Linked DNA regions of Zea mays: region 1 is linked to region 2. The links are chromatin contacts, called in public Hi-C maps. All regions are on one chromosome and are shown on one strand. Each heading gives the region's core, a stretch centred on a gene start, on an enhancer-like site or on the middle of the called end of the contact. The rest is flanking DNA. Distances are from core to core; before and after follow the strand shown. Region 1 holds the start of LOC100273967. Region 2 holds the start of LOC100192835 (60 ribosomal protein L14).

What was found. Hi-C and Micro-C count contacts between places; a contact is called where the count stands out from the background.
Region 1: a Hi-C map of tassel shows a contact between it and region 2, with 2.2 times the contacts expected there. The contact joins the promoter of LOC100273967 here to the promoter of LOC100192835 in region 2. A contact is called at or near these places in 3 of 25 Hi-C or Micro-C datasets (ear, leaf and tassel).

Annotation. Positions count from the first base shown.
Region 1 is chr2:204,128,883-204,135,745 of Zm-B73-REFERENCE-NAM-5.0, reverse strand. It overlaps LOC100273967, which reads left to right and starts at 4,906. Exons shown (of 7, transcript NM_001353585.1): 1 at 4,906-6,439; 2 at 6,574-6,675; 3 at 6,773-6,863. The coding sequence starts at 5,050.
Region 2 is chr2:203,756,499-203,762,547 of Zm-B73-REFERENCE-NAM-5.0, reverse strand. LOC100192835 (60 ribosomal protein L14) reads right to left here and starts at 2,189. Exons shown (of 5, transcript NM_001138026.1): 1 at 2,138-2,189; 2 at 1,934-2,035; 3 at 1,387-1,516; 4 at 1,148-1,260; 5 at 815-1,060. The coding sequence starts at 2,140. The coding sequence ends at 1,004.

The DNA of each region.
Region 1 (6,863 bases), core at 3,657-6,156, 370 kb before region 2:
GAGTCTTTACGCCGGGCCTTGACAATGTCGATTATTTTGGACGAATTGAAGAAATATATGAGCTCAATTTTTATGGTTCCAAACCTCTTACTCCAGTGATATTCAAATGTCATTGGTTTGACCCTCAAGTGACGAGACGGACACATTCTAATCTTGGGATAGTCGAAATTCGACAAGATTCCACCTTAGCAGGAGACGATGTCTATATCGTGGCCCAACAGGCCACACAAGTGTATTATCTCCCATATGCGTGTCAAACGAAAGAACATCTTAAGGGTTGGGATGTTGTGTATAAGGTATCGCCGCATGGGAGGTTACCTGTTCCTAACGATGAAGATTACAACTTAGATCCGGACACATATGATGGAGAGTTCTTCCAAGAAGATGGGCTAGAAGGGCGATTTGAGATAGACTTAACCGAAGCTATCGGAATGGACGTAGATATTGAAATGGTTGTTGATGAGGAGGATGATGAGGTGCAAAATGATAATGACTTAGTAATCCTTGAAGGCAATGACATTAATGACGAACTTGCGTCTTCCGATGGTGTTGAGATTGAAATGCTTGATAGTGATGATGAGAGTTATGATCCGGCTAACCCCGACACATATGAGGATTATTTTTAATCGATGTAATGTTATATGACTTTTTATTTCGCACCTGTTTTTAAATACATCTTTTTATATGTGCTTATTTGTTTACTCTTAATTGCAGGTTGTTGGACAAATATGGTGGGCGGTTTCCTGAGGAGGAGGAGGGGGAGGAGGAGTAGGACGACGGACGATGCAGAGCAGGCAGCGCAGCAGGACGAGGCAGAGCAGGCAGCGCAGCAGCAGGCGGCGCCTCAGGACGACGACGACCAGCAGCAGGACGACGACGACCAGCACTAGGACGCCTCAGGTTCAGGCGGCTCTAGTTCGAGGAGCATCTACTTGCGAGGCCCCGCGAGTCTCCCGCCGCGTCCCATACTTCGGGACAGACGACCGCTGATTCGGCCGGAAGGGGAGAGGTATGTAACTTTATGTTCTTCATTCTTGTTCATATTATGTGTTCAAAATCATAATATAAACTAATACTTTTTATTTATCACTTGGACAGGTCTTGGACGGTTTTGGATTATGCTGGGGGTCATCGTCGCCCCCCAACAACATCCTCGGCCTGCTGTGCAGGGAACACTTCCCTGGACTTGTGGAGTACGCCGGAGTGACGGGCCCAGCCTTCACCTTCGACCACTACGCCGTCGCCCCTGATGCAGTAGACCGGGACGACAGGGAATTCAATAACAAGGCGGAGCGGGTGAAGCAAGAGCTGTGGGTAAGTCTTAGTATAATGTAAAATATATCGCATTCGTTGCAAATTCTTGAAATAATGTATGGATACATCGTTTTTGTATGCAGGATTTCTTCAGATGCGATGCTGGATACGAGGCTAGGGCGGATGTGGTGGCCACCACGAGCTGTAAGAAGCTCGTTGTGGACATGCACTATGAGGCCTGCATCCAGGCCATCATCACCTACCACGGCTCCGTCCTTGGGGAGAAGGTGACCAAACCTCAAGCCCAAACAATGTCGTTGACCAGGGAGCAGTACCTGCAGGTAAAGTCATGCATGTTTGGTACCAGTACTCCATGCATGAATTTTATTTTATCTTCTGATATGCACTTTATGTGTTTACTTTGCAGGTGATTCCACATTGGTGCGCCGCACATCCTCTGTGCTGGGAGCAGATGGTGGATAGGTGGTGTTCGGCTGAGTGGGACGAGGCACACACAGCTAGCCGGGAACGACATTTGATGATGCAAGGCCCGTCCCACCACCAAGGCAGTCGGAGCCTGGGCCAATATGCCGAAGCATGGGTACGCCACCATTTTTATTTAGATATGTAGCACTAAGTTAGATATTATTTCTAACTATCTCGTTGGTTTTCGTTGCAGTCGCGCGTCACATGGTGGCAGGCCTTGCTCCACCTTCTCGGCCTATGCTATGGCCCATAAGGGTAAGGCGACGTCCGACGTCACCTACAACCCGGATGATGGGCCCGAGGCCTACACCAACCCCACCGTCTACAGCCGCCTCCATGACTACACCGCCATGGCGCAGGAGGTCCATGGCCCAGACTATGATCCGAGCACCGAGCCGATCGACCCCGATGTGCTGATGAGGGTCGGAGGAGGCAAGAGACATGGGCGGTACTGGATTGCCGACGGGGCAATCGACTCGTCCTCCACTCCCACTCTGTCTCAGGTGAGAACAAGGAGCACGGGTTCGAGTCCAGCCATACGACCTCGGCACGACAGCTCACAACATCGCATACAGCAACTCGAGGTTAGTGCTTATGTAACTCGTCCTTTCTTGAGTCATATACCTTCTCTTTGAGTTACTATAACGTTGGCTTGTAATATTACAGACCCAACTAGAAGAAGAGAGGAGGGAACGTCAAGAGATGGAGGCGAGGATAATGGCGGAGCGGGCGGCAGCTGATCAGAGGATGGCAGAGATGTTCCAGTACATGCAGAGCCTTGGTGCCGCACAGGGCATCGCTCCGCCACCTCCATTGTTCCCCCAGTTGACCCTACTCTCTTCCACACTCCTGTGAGTATCAAAATTGTAGTTACATGTTTGTAATGCATCTGGTATAACACATGCAATCTCTTCTCTGTGCAGGGCCAATCTGGGGCGGCATCCAACAACCCTCCGGAAGGGTTCAGCCCAACGCAGCCCCGGTCAAACCGCCCACCTCCATGAGTGTTGTGTTTTCATTGTTTTAGACTTCAAAACTTATGTATAATATTTATGTCTGTGTTTGATACTTATGTGAGAGCTTGCGACGTTTGAGACTTATGTTTGTGTTTAATACGTGTGTTGAACACTTATGTTTGTGATGGATATTTATGTTTGTGTTGGCTATTTATGTCTGTGATGTATATATATGATATATATGTGATATCTTCTGTTTGTGTGGATGGAATACAAAAAACAAATAAAAAAGGTATATACTGGTCACTCTGCCGAGTGTCTGGGTCATAACACTCGACAAAGAGCACAAACCTGGACACCGGCTTAGGTTCTTTGCCGAGTGTTATGTCGCTGGCACTCGGCAAAGAACCTGACATGGGGACCCTCCCTGGCGGTTTCTTTGCCGAGTGTCTCTTGTGACACTCGGCAAAGAAGTATTCTTTACCGAGTGCTGCCTGGAAGGCACTCGGCAAAGCAGACTTCTTTGCCGAGTGTCTCAAGAGACACTCGACAAAGCTACCGTCTCCGTCACCCGGCGCCGTAACGGCCACTTTTCTAGCACTCGGCAAAGAGTTTTGCCGAGTGCCCGACAAAAAGCACTCGGCAAAGGAGGCTTTGCCGATGCACTGTTTGACGAGCCTTCTTTGCCGAGTGTTACACTCGGCAAAACCTTTGCCGAGTGTTTTTAAGGCTTCGCTGAGTGCTTCAGGCACTCGGCAAAGCTATTGATTCCGGTAGTGACCACAACTTTTTAATGGTCATATCGTGCCACGGTCGTGTTGTGCCTAAAACTTAAAGCGTGTGTTGATATAACGATGCTCCACTTAAAAATAACTCTACTATAAAACTTTAGGTGGAGTAGCTCTACTTTAGAATCTAGATTGTTTTTCATAACCAGTTGCAGTCTTCAAACTCTATATCTAGGTTACTTAATAGAATACGTTCCACCACTTTTCCAATGTATAGATTTAAATATATTCTAGATTTATAGGGTGATGGATAAAATTGATTTTGTGTACCACTAGTCAAAGTTTTCTACTCAGTACTCTACAAGTTATACCACGCTCTTCCGTTCGTTCTTTTATAATAGAAATGTAACATATGAATATCTCACTCTATATAACCAATAATAATATACAAATATATTTTATATAAAAACTATATTACGATTTTAATTAGAATGGAATTCAATTGTACGCATCCATACATGGCCTAGTTGGATTTGAGAAAACGACATGCGAGTAACCGTGCTTCCACTCAACGACGCCGCATCCGGTCGCAGCCTCACGCGGTCAGTCCTGCTCCGTTCTAAAGCGGAATTCAATGTTGGTTGTTGGTGTTGGCAAAGATTTCACCGCGCGCGTGACACATGCACACAAGACTGGTCCTTCCGTGTTCCGTCCTTATTGTAACAATGGCCACAATTTATATAACACACCTAAGCTGAGATAAGTGTGGCTCGTAGAGTCACACTTTACCATGTCTAAGAGAGCTTTATGGGTTTTTTTTACTCTGACATGTGATATCTAAAACCCTAAGGGCCAGTTTGAGAACCCTATTTTTCCAAGAGCTTCGTATTTTTCTAAGAAAAAATAAACTAATTTTGTTGAGAAAATAAAAATTCTTGAAAAAATAGGCTTCCAGATTAGCCCTGGCCAAAAGAGTTTTTACTATGGTTTAGTTACCAACAAAAAAAATGCCAACTTGGCCAAACTTGACTAAATTGAAGTGTAAACAGGCAACACCTATGACCTATCGTTGTTGATCGGGTTTCGTGATCCTCACTTCTCCGGGCAAGATCACGCTTTGAAATACAGTGCAACTCCACGCGCTGCTGCGTGAATATCTTAGCACATGTACACGCCTATCACCCTTCTCTTCTCCGCGCTCCGCTCCTCCAGTTCGGTCACCGCATCGTCATCGTGCCGAGTCACCTCCCCCTCGATCCCAAGGAGAATTCAGCGCGGTTGTTGACGACGATTTCGTTGTTCCTGACACACGCGGACAAGAATAGTCCGCGCGCGCGCCACTCGTGTTTCGTCACCTGCCATGGTGCCAAGCGTCCGTCGTCTGACGCCAACTGCCCTAGCTAGCGCGTCAAGCTCCGACCTTCTCTGAAGCTAGTCCGAGGGAAGGTCTGCAATTTCTGTCGCCTTCCGTACTACCATCACTTGCCGGCCCAGTCTCAAAGCAGGAGTATTTCATTTGTACCTTGCTGGATCGGAGTGTGCCAACAGCCAAGACAAAAGCACATGGCTGCACCTGCACTGCACCTCTTTGTTTTTTGTACCTTACTGGACGAATGACCTGAACCATGGAGTGGTCACGTCCCGCCTGCATCCCAGTCACAGCCGCCGCCGTCGTCCTCCTCCTCCTCCTCCTGCCGCGCTTCTGCTCACCGGCCGGCGACAAGTTGACCCCCGGGGAGTCGCTGTTGCCCGGTGAGACCATCGTGTCCGACGGCGGCGCCTTCGCGCTGGGCTTCTTCGCACCGTCCAATGCCACGCCAGGCAGGCAGTACGTCGGCATATGGTACAACAACATCCCCGTGCAGACGGTGGTGTGGGTCGCCAACCGGGACGCGCCGGTCACCGTCGGCGACGCGCGCTCCGGCAACTCCTCGTCGTCGTCGTCGTCTGCGCCGTCGCTTGCCCTGGCTAACGGCTCCGCCTCCACCGACCTCGTCTTGTCCGACGCCGGCGGCGGTCGCGTCGTTTGGACCACGAACACCACGAGCTCGGGTACTGGTTCGACCGCCGTGCTTCTCAACTCCGGCAATTTCGTCCTCCGGTCGCCGAACGGCACCACGCTCTGGCAGAGCTTCGACCACCCGACGGACACGTTCATCCCGGACATGAAGGTGGGCCTGCGCTACCGGACGCACGACGGCGCGCGCATCGTGTCGTGGAGGGGGCCCGGCGACCCGTCGCCGGGTACCTTCTCGTACGGCATGGACCCGCGCACGTCGCTGCAGATGCTGATGTGGAACGGGACGCGCACCTACTGGCGCAGCTCTGCCTGGACGGGGTACATGACCGTCAGCAGGTACCACGCCACCACCGGCACGGTCATCTACGTGGCGGTGGTCGACAGCGAGGACGAGATATACATGACCTTCCACGTCAACGACGGCGCCCCGCCCACGCGGTACGTGGTCACGGGCGCCGGCAGGTTCCAGCTCCTGAGCTGGAACCGCGACGCGTCCGCGTGGACCACGCTCGAGTCCTGGCCGTCGCGCTCCTGCAGCCCCTACGGCAGCTGCGGCGCCTACGGCTACTGCGACAACACGCTGGCCGTGGCGACGTGCAGATGCCTCGACGGCTTCGAGCCGGCGAGCCCGGCGGAGTGGAGCGGCGGCGTGTTCTCGCGCGGCTGCCGCCGGCGGAGCCAGCAGCAGGCGCTGGCGCCGTGCGGCGGCGAGGACGACGGGGACGCGTTCTTGGACATGCCCAACATGAAGGTGCCGGACAGGTTCGTGCTCCTGGGGACGAACGTGAGCTCCGGCGACGAGTGCGCCGCGGAGTGCCGCCGGAACTGCTCCTGCGTGGCGTACGCGTACGCCAACCTGCGCCGGAGCAGCGCCAAGGGGGACACGGCGCGGTGTCTCGTCTGGACCGCTGACCTCGTGGACGCGCAGATGGTCGGCGCGCTCTGGGGCGTCACCGCAGAGACGCTCCACCTCCGCGTTCCTGCAGGATTCACTGGTCCAGTATCTTCGTTTCAATATTATTCTTTTCCTTTTGTTTTCCCCCGATTATTATTCTTCGTTTCCCGCCCCCATGCGTCGTCGTCTTGCAACTGCTCACCAAACCTAGCTACCCTGTATGTATTTGTGTAGGCAGAAAGACGAGGAACAAAATTGTAAAAATTGTGCTACCGGTGTTGGCAAGCATTTCTTTGCTCTCGTGCATTTTCCTTGTTTGGTTTTGCAAGACCAGAGGTACATTTACATATTTGTATTATTATTATTATTATTATTTTGCCATCATGCATGTTATCACAAGATCAAATGCTAGTCAAATCATTTTTTTCCTCAGATAAGACAAGCAGCAGTGAAAGTGACAAGAAGTTAGTTCCCGGTAGCGTGCAGACTTCAAGCGACCTCGCAGAACGAAACCCTACCGAAGA
Region 2 (6,049 bases), core at 940-3,439:
AATTCGACTGCGCATGAAAAGAGACCAAAGAGGTTCTTATAGTGCCAGATCGGTTCCGACTGGTGTCTTGAGACCAAATGGTACAATTACAGCGACTAGGTCCTTCCTAATGGCTTGTTCGGTTATTTTCAATCCATATGGATTGGAGTGAATTGATATGGATTGAGGTAAAACCGAACAAGCCCTAAAGGGTGTCAAACCATGTTGATAGGTCAATCATTGGACCGTCCGGCTGGTGTCTTGAGACCAAATCTACACGGCTTGTTGGGCAGCCGTGGTTGTTCGCAGCTATAGAGACGTAGAACCTGCAGCTGGATTAAAACCGCAACAAACAAGCCGACAATTATACGCCCAGAGTGACTAGGGTCCTTCCAACAAGGGTGTCGAACCCTGTTAATAGGGCAACCATTAGACAATTGTGTGACTGTGTCCAAGTCCGTTACTCACCGGAATGTGACTAGATAGGTCTCCGATGCTTACCAGAATGTGACTAGAGAAGTCTCATGAACGCTGATCTAGCTAGGGAATTAGACCATACGCTCCTATACAATGTCATCGTGACTATTGAGCCTCATCAAAGATCAACGATCAAAATGGATCACGTGACTGTTGAGTCTCATCAAGAAGATCAATGATCAAGTGTTGGATGGTCAGACGCTTGTATTTTCAGCCTAGACTTGTCGTAACAGTTAATTGCCCGCCCAACTCATCATTTAGCTCCCTTGCCTATATTTTTAGCTAACGATACCCTTTGAAATGTGAGGAAGAAACTTTGAGTTGATAGTCACGAGATTTGCGGCCTCGTTACACATTTGCCACAAGCTACCATAGATATTCCATATCATTCATGGCAAAAGTATCCTGAGCACGCCCGTGCTTGATAAAGTTTGAAATGGGTTTACAGGGAACATATTGGTAATTCTGGCTTTGACAACGCTCAATCGAATTGCTGATCCAACTCATAACCAAAAACTCTAACATGACATTCACGGAAAGAGACTCCTTAAGCCGTGGACGCCTTCTTCAGCTTGGCGAGCTCTTGCCTGATAGCACCGCCCCTCTGTTCACATAAAAGAAAAAGAAAGTGTGAGCCAGCAATATAGACACTGTCAACAGGAACTAGACATTTGACAGGAAGGTTCCTGACCTTAATCTTCGCCAGCATGACTTTGAACCTATCAAAGTCATTGAGCGATGCTCTCCTCTTCTGGACAATCAGCTTCTTGCCCCATGAGCTGTTCTCCCACTTGGTCTTCACATCTGAAAAAAGAATAGCAAGAGATCAAATAAGTGTCACCATTCTCTTATGGGCAATCATCTAGAATATAGAAGTTGAATAAAGTGTGGCGGTGCTAAAGAGGTCCACAACATAAGCTCTAGAGTTACCAGCTTCCTCCATCGCCTTGATCAGGGCTGTCTTCTTGGGGACACGTTTGATGTCAATCTTGATGTCAGTAAGTGAGAGCCGCTTGAAGTTCACCTGGCACCTGACCATATCAGGGGCATCCACAAGTGCCTGGTTCACAGAATGCAACAAGGCGATGAGGGCTTGAATGCTTGATTAATCAATTACAGCAAGACAAATAATCAAGGCAACGCAGAGATAGGTTGCTAGATACTGAACATTCGTTGCACCTTAAAAGGAATCTAAACGAGGGATTCGGTCTTGGTTCATTCGGGGAACAAGTTTGGCAAACAGCCCTTAGCCTCCTGGCATTGCCAAATGCTAAGGTACTATCTCCTCCATTTATCTCAAGAGTAGGTATGGTTAACCGCTAGATGAGGGCACGAGGGCACGCTACTTGGCCAATTCAAATAAATTGAATCAGGTGCTACCAAATACAGCGATTGTTCACATTTCTAACGAAGATCAGCAGATACAAACCCATTACTACCAGTAGTACAAAGCACGAGCCTAAAGGTCAGTCCTTACCCTGTTCTGGTCGACCACATCGACGATGACAACGAGACGGCCATAGTCCTCCCCGTAGTTCACCAGGGCCACGCGCCCGATCTCCACGAACCTCTTGAACGGCTGCACGCATAGCACAAACACACAAAACCCCAAGTCAGAACCCGCACAACTCATAACCCCCACCGGAACTAACACCACTGACACTAAGCGCGATCGACGTACCATCCTCGCGGTGGCGGTGGCGGCGCGGTGAAGCGGCTGGAGCGAGTGGGCGAAGCGCGGTGGAAGATAAACCAGAAACTAGGGTTCGGCGGTGGGAGTGCCCTATAAAGTGCCGTGCAAGTCCACTGGCGCCGTCGGATCAAGAGAAGCGACACTCTGGCCGTCCGATCCAGATCAGCGGAGTAAGAAGTCTACTGGGCCTTTGGGGCCTCGTTTGGAAGTCCGAATGCTGTGAATGTCCCTGGCTTTCCTTCTAGCAGAAACCCGCGTGGAACTCGGCCACAGACCAGATTTCCCCGGCATTTGGAAGCCCACGCGGGGTTACCTCGAAGAAGTACCTTTTTATTTTTACATTTAAAAATTGGAATAATTGGATCTATACTATTAAAAGATCCAAACTTTAGATATATACCATGGACCCCACATGTCATTGACTCATGTGGACCCACATGTAAGTGAGATAGTAATGGTATAGATCCAAAGTGGTGATCTTTTAATGGTATGGATCCAAATTTCCCTTAAAAATTATTTGAAATTTTTAAACGATATCCAAAACTGAAATCTCTATTGAAAATGGTTGGTTTTGTCAATTTTGGGTATATCCAGTAAAATCCGAACCCGAAATTTCGGGTAATAGTTTTTAAAACAAAAAATTGGGTAGTTGCTTTTAATACCGAATTATTCGACTAAAATATTTCGGGTAACCCGAATGCACAGGTATGTTTTTTTTCTAGACGATGATGATAGCTACCGAATCTAGGATTAATAGATATCGAAGCAGATAGGAAGGGGGTGGAGGTTCCTTTTCACCTCTACCCCTGCAAGGCTGCAAGGCTGCAACCTTCTCGCCAAGTGCCACCAGCGCGGTACGTGTGTCGCCAACACCCTCAAAGTCCTCACCGGTGGCTATCAGGTTTGTTAGATTGAAAATTAGTTAGAAATGTATCACATTTCTCATCCCAGCGATAGTCTGTTAAAAAAGTTTTGTTGTCTTTGTAGAATGAAACGTACATATAAGTTTGTTGCGGTGAAATTGCCTATGCGATCCTTTAACCGTACTTTGGCAGAGTTGGTTAGTGAAAGTGGATCATACTAATTGTGTTGGATACTTGGCAACATCTAGAATTAACTTTATATTTCCTTTTCAGCTGCAAGCATGCGAGGGCTTGTTGCTCTTAGGCTCTCAGATGAGAGTATCCTACCCTTCCACTACAACAATTATGCCACAGAGCTTGACCTCTCCTTAGGAGCTCCCAAACAAATTATAGATTCACCTATTTCAGTTTTTTCCCATTTTCTATTTTTTGGTAAGTCCAAATTTATAGAATCACGACAGTTGTCCTGGTTATCAGAATGGAGCATTGGGTATCTGAAAGAGTACTGTGAATGTCTGTGTGAGCTTGTCACCCTTACACAAGTCAATCAAAGAGTTCAGAAAGGCAGTTATAAAAGTGGATTCTGAATTAAAGGTATATATTCTCCAGATTGTTGCATGTTGTTTCCTGATTCATGCTTTCAACATTGTTTAACTTTTTAGTTTTTTGTTAGGCTCTACAGACATGGAAAATTTTGGTCCCAATGTAGAAACAATCCCTTGAAGGTTAGAGGCATCAATGAACGGTTGATGATGATTGAACAGGCATTCACAGACCATGGAGGACTATCTGGATGGCCACGGTACAAACACCTGATAAGTTCTTTTGGATAGATAGCCATATCTCTAATAAGAAAAATTCTAGGCCATTTCTTTATCAAGAGTTGTCCCTGTTTGGTGCCCCTATGCTGCACTTGATGGTTGATGACTCAAATATGTTTGTTGTTAACTACATTGACCCTTTGAATTATTTCCAGGTTTACTTTAAAGGGTACTATAAAGGTAAAAATGTCGTTTTTCCGAGTTAACTCGTGAAATAAAACTTAGAATTATGCATTCATGCATAAATGTCAGCACAGTGACAAATACCATTATTAAATTTCCGAATTAACTCATGAAAGAGAACTTAGAAGCATCGGACTTATCCAGTGACAGACCAGACTTGTCGGGTGAGCACTAAAGGCTCGGGAAAACTTAGATCCAACCTCCCATAAGGGACCCTGCCGGGGAAGAAGGATCCTAGGGCACCTAGAGCACTTCGAGACGACATAGAGTCAACGTGAAGGTGAAGTTAGGGTTTGGAAAGTGACGGGGTTGAGAGAACATATGCAAATAAAGGTTAATTGATAAACATAGAAGTATTGGTTCGATTGGAGTTAACTCAGTTGGCGATTGTCCTTCAATATATATAGGGAGGAGGCTTGGACCCTTGCACAAATTGAAATCCTTCCAAATCCCGAACAAATCTCGAGTTCGGGTCGGATACGACGATCCTGAACATGTCCGGCAGCCACGCCAGACAAATCCAGCGCCGCAGGACTAATTCAGCTCTGGGTCGAATATGTCCGGCACATGCAGCCAGCCAACCCTTCTACTTTTGATGCTCAACACATTGCCCCCTACCTTTCAGTGAAGGTCATGAGCTGAAAGCACTCGGCGCCTAAAATACACCGAGAATAAATATATGTGGATCTGGAGAAACTATATCGTTGTGGTCAGTGGTGGCGTAAGACTCTTTCTGCGGAGGGACCTAAGAACTGGACTCTTTTTATTTTTATATTTATTTTTTGAACTTTCAAAAATATATGTGGATCTAGAGAAATTATAGGATTGGGGTTTGTCCGGGACAGGACGCGGCAAGGGGCAGGCCCACCAGCAGAGGGGCTCGGCAGACGACAGTTTGGGCATTTGCCCACCTGTCACTCGGGCCAGGGGCGACAAGGGGCCTATCGCTTGAAACTATCTGCAGCGGTTACTCCTAAATTTCTCCCCTTATCACTTTTTTGCGTCTAATTATCAACATTTCATTTCATACCCGTAGCGGTTCTCCCTATTTTCTCCCTCTATACCCCACTACAACCATAAAATATTATTTCATATAACTACTTTTTATTCACTATCAATTTTTCTTCTACTAACAATTGTAGCCGGACTCATAGCATACTAGAAAGGAGGAGACGAGCGCGCGCTGCATCTAGAGGGAGAGAGAAGAGAACGGTCGCGTGGGGGCGCCGTAGGGCGATGCGCTGCAGCTGCAAGGGGCGGGACTGTAGCCTCTGCATGGCGGAAGGGGGCAGCTCGCGGTGGCAGCTGCAGATAGTCTGATCCTCGGGCGAAATCCCCCTATCCCCTATATAAAGCATGCATAAATGTCGTCCATTTGTTGGCCGAAGAAGAAAAAAAGGAAAATTGGCAAGAAACAACAAAAGCCCAACAGATGTCCCAAAGAGGTGAGGAGTACTGATAATGTATTAAGGGCTTCTCTTGAGTAGAGCTTAGCACTGATAATGTATTAACGCCCATTCATCAGTTTTGCTGCGCCACTGCAGCTACCTGCCTGCACAGCACACAGATACAAAAACTCACAGTGTGTTAGCGGAAGTGCGGAACAGTGCTAGCAGGTTGAGAGGTGAGCAGTGAGCTGCTAGAGTATGCGTCGTCGGCACAGATCGAGGCTAGTTCCCAGAAACCACCTCGGCGATCGATCCTTCTAGTTCTCAGCTTCACTTTGACCGGAACAATCGAGCACCCAGGTTATACAGATACAGTAGCATGTCTTTGCTTGCAGGCTACCTGGTACTAGTAATTTGAACTCAATTAATCTGGCGGGCGGGCTCATGCATGGGGGCATTCTTCTCATAGTTGTAAGCAAAAAAAAAAACGAAATGGTAATCCTGAAAATAAAACGAATAGCCGTCCCAAGATCGATCCATGGATCGTCGCCGTTTTCCGATGCTTGAAATTATCCAATTGGTATGGCGAGATCAGCCCGTAACTAAACTCACCATCGCGATGCTGTACTGCTAACCACCGTTACA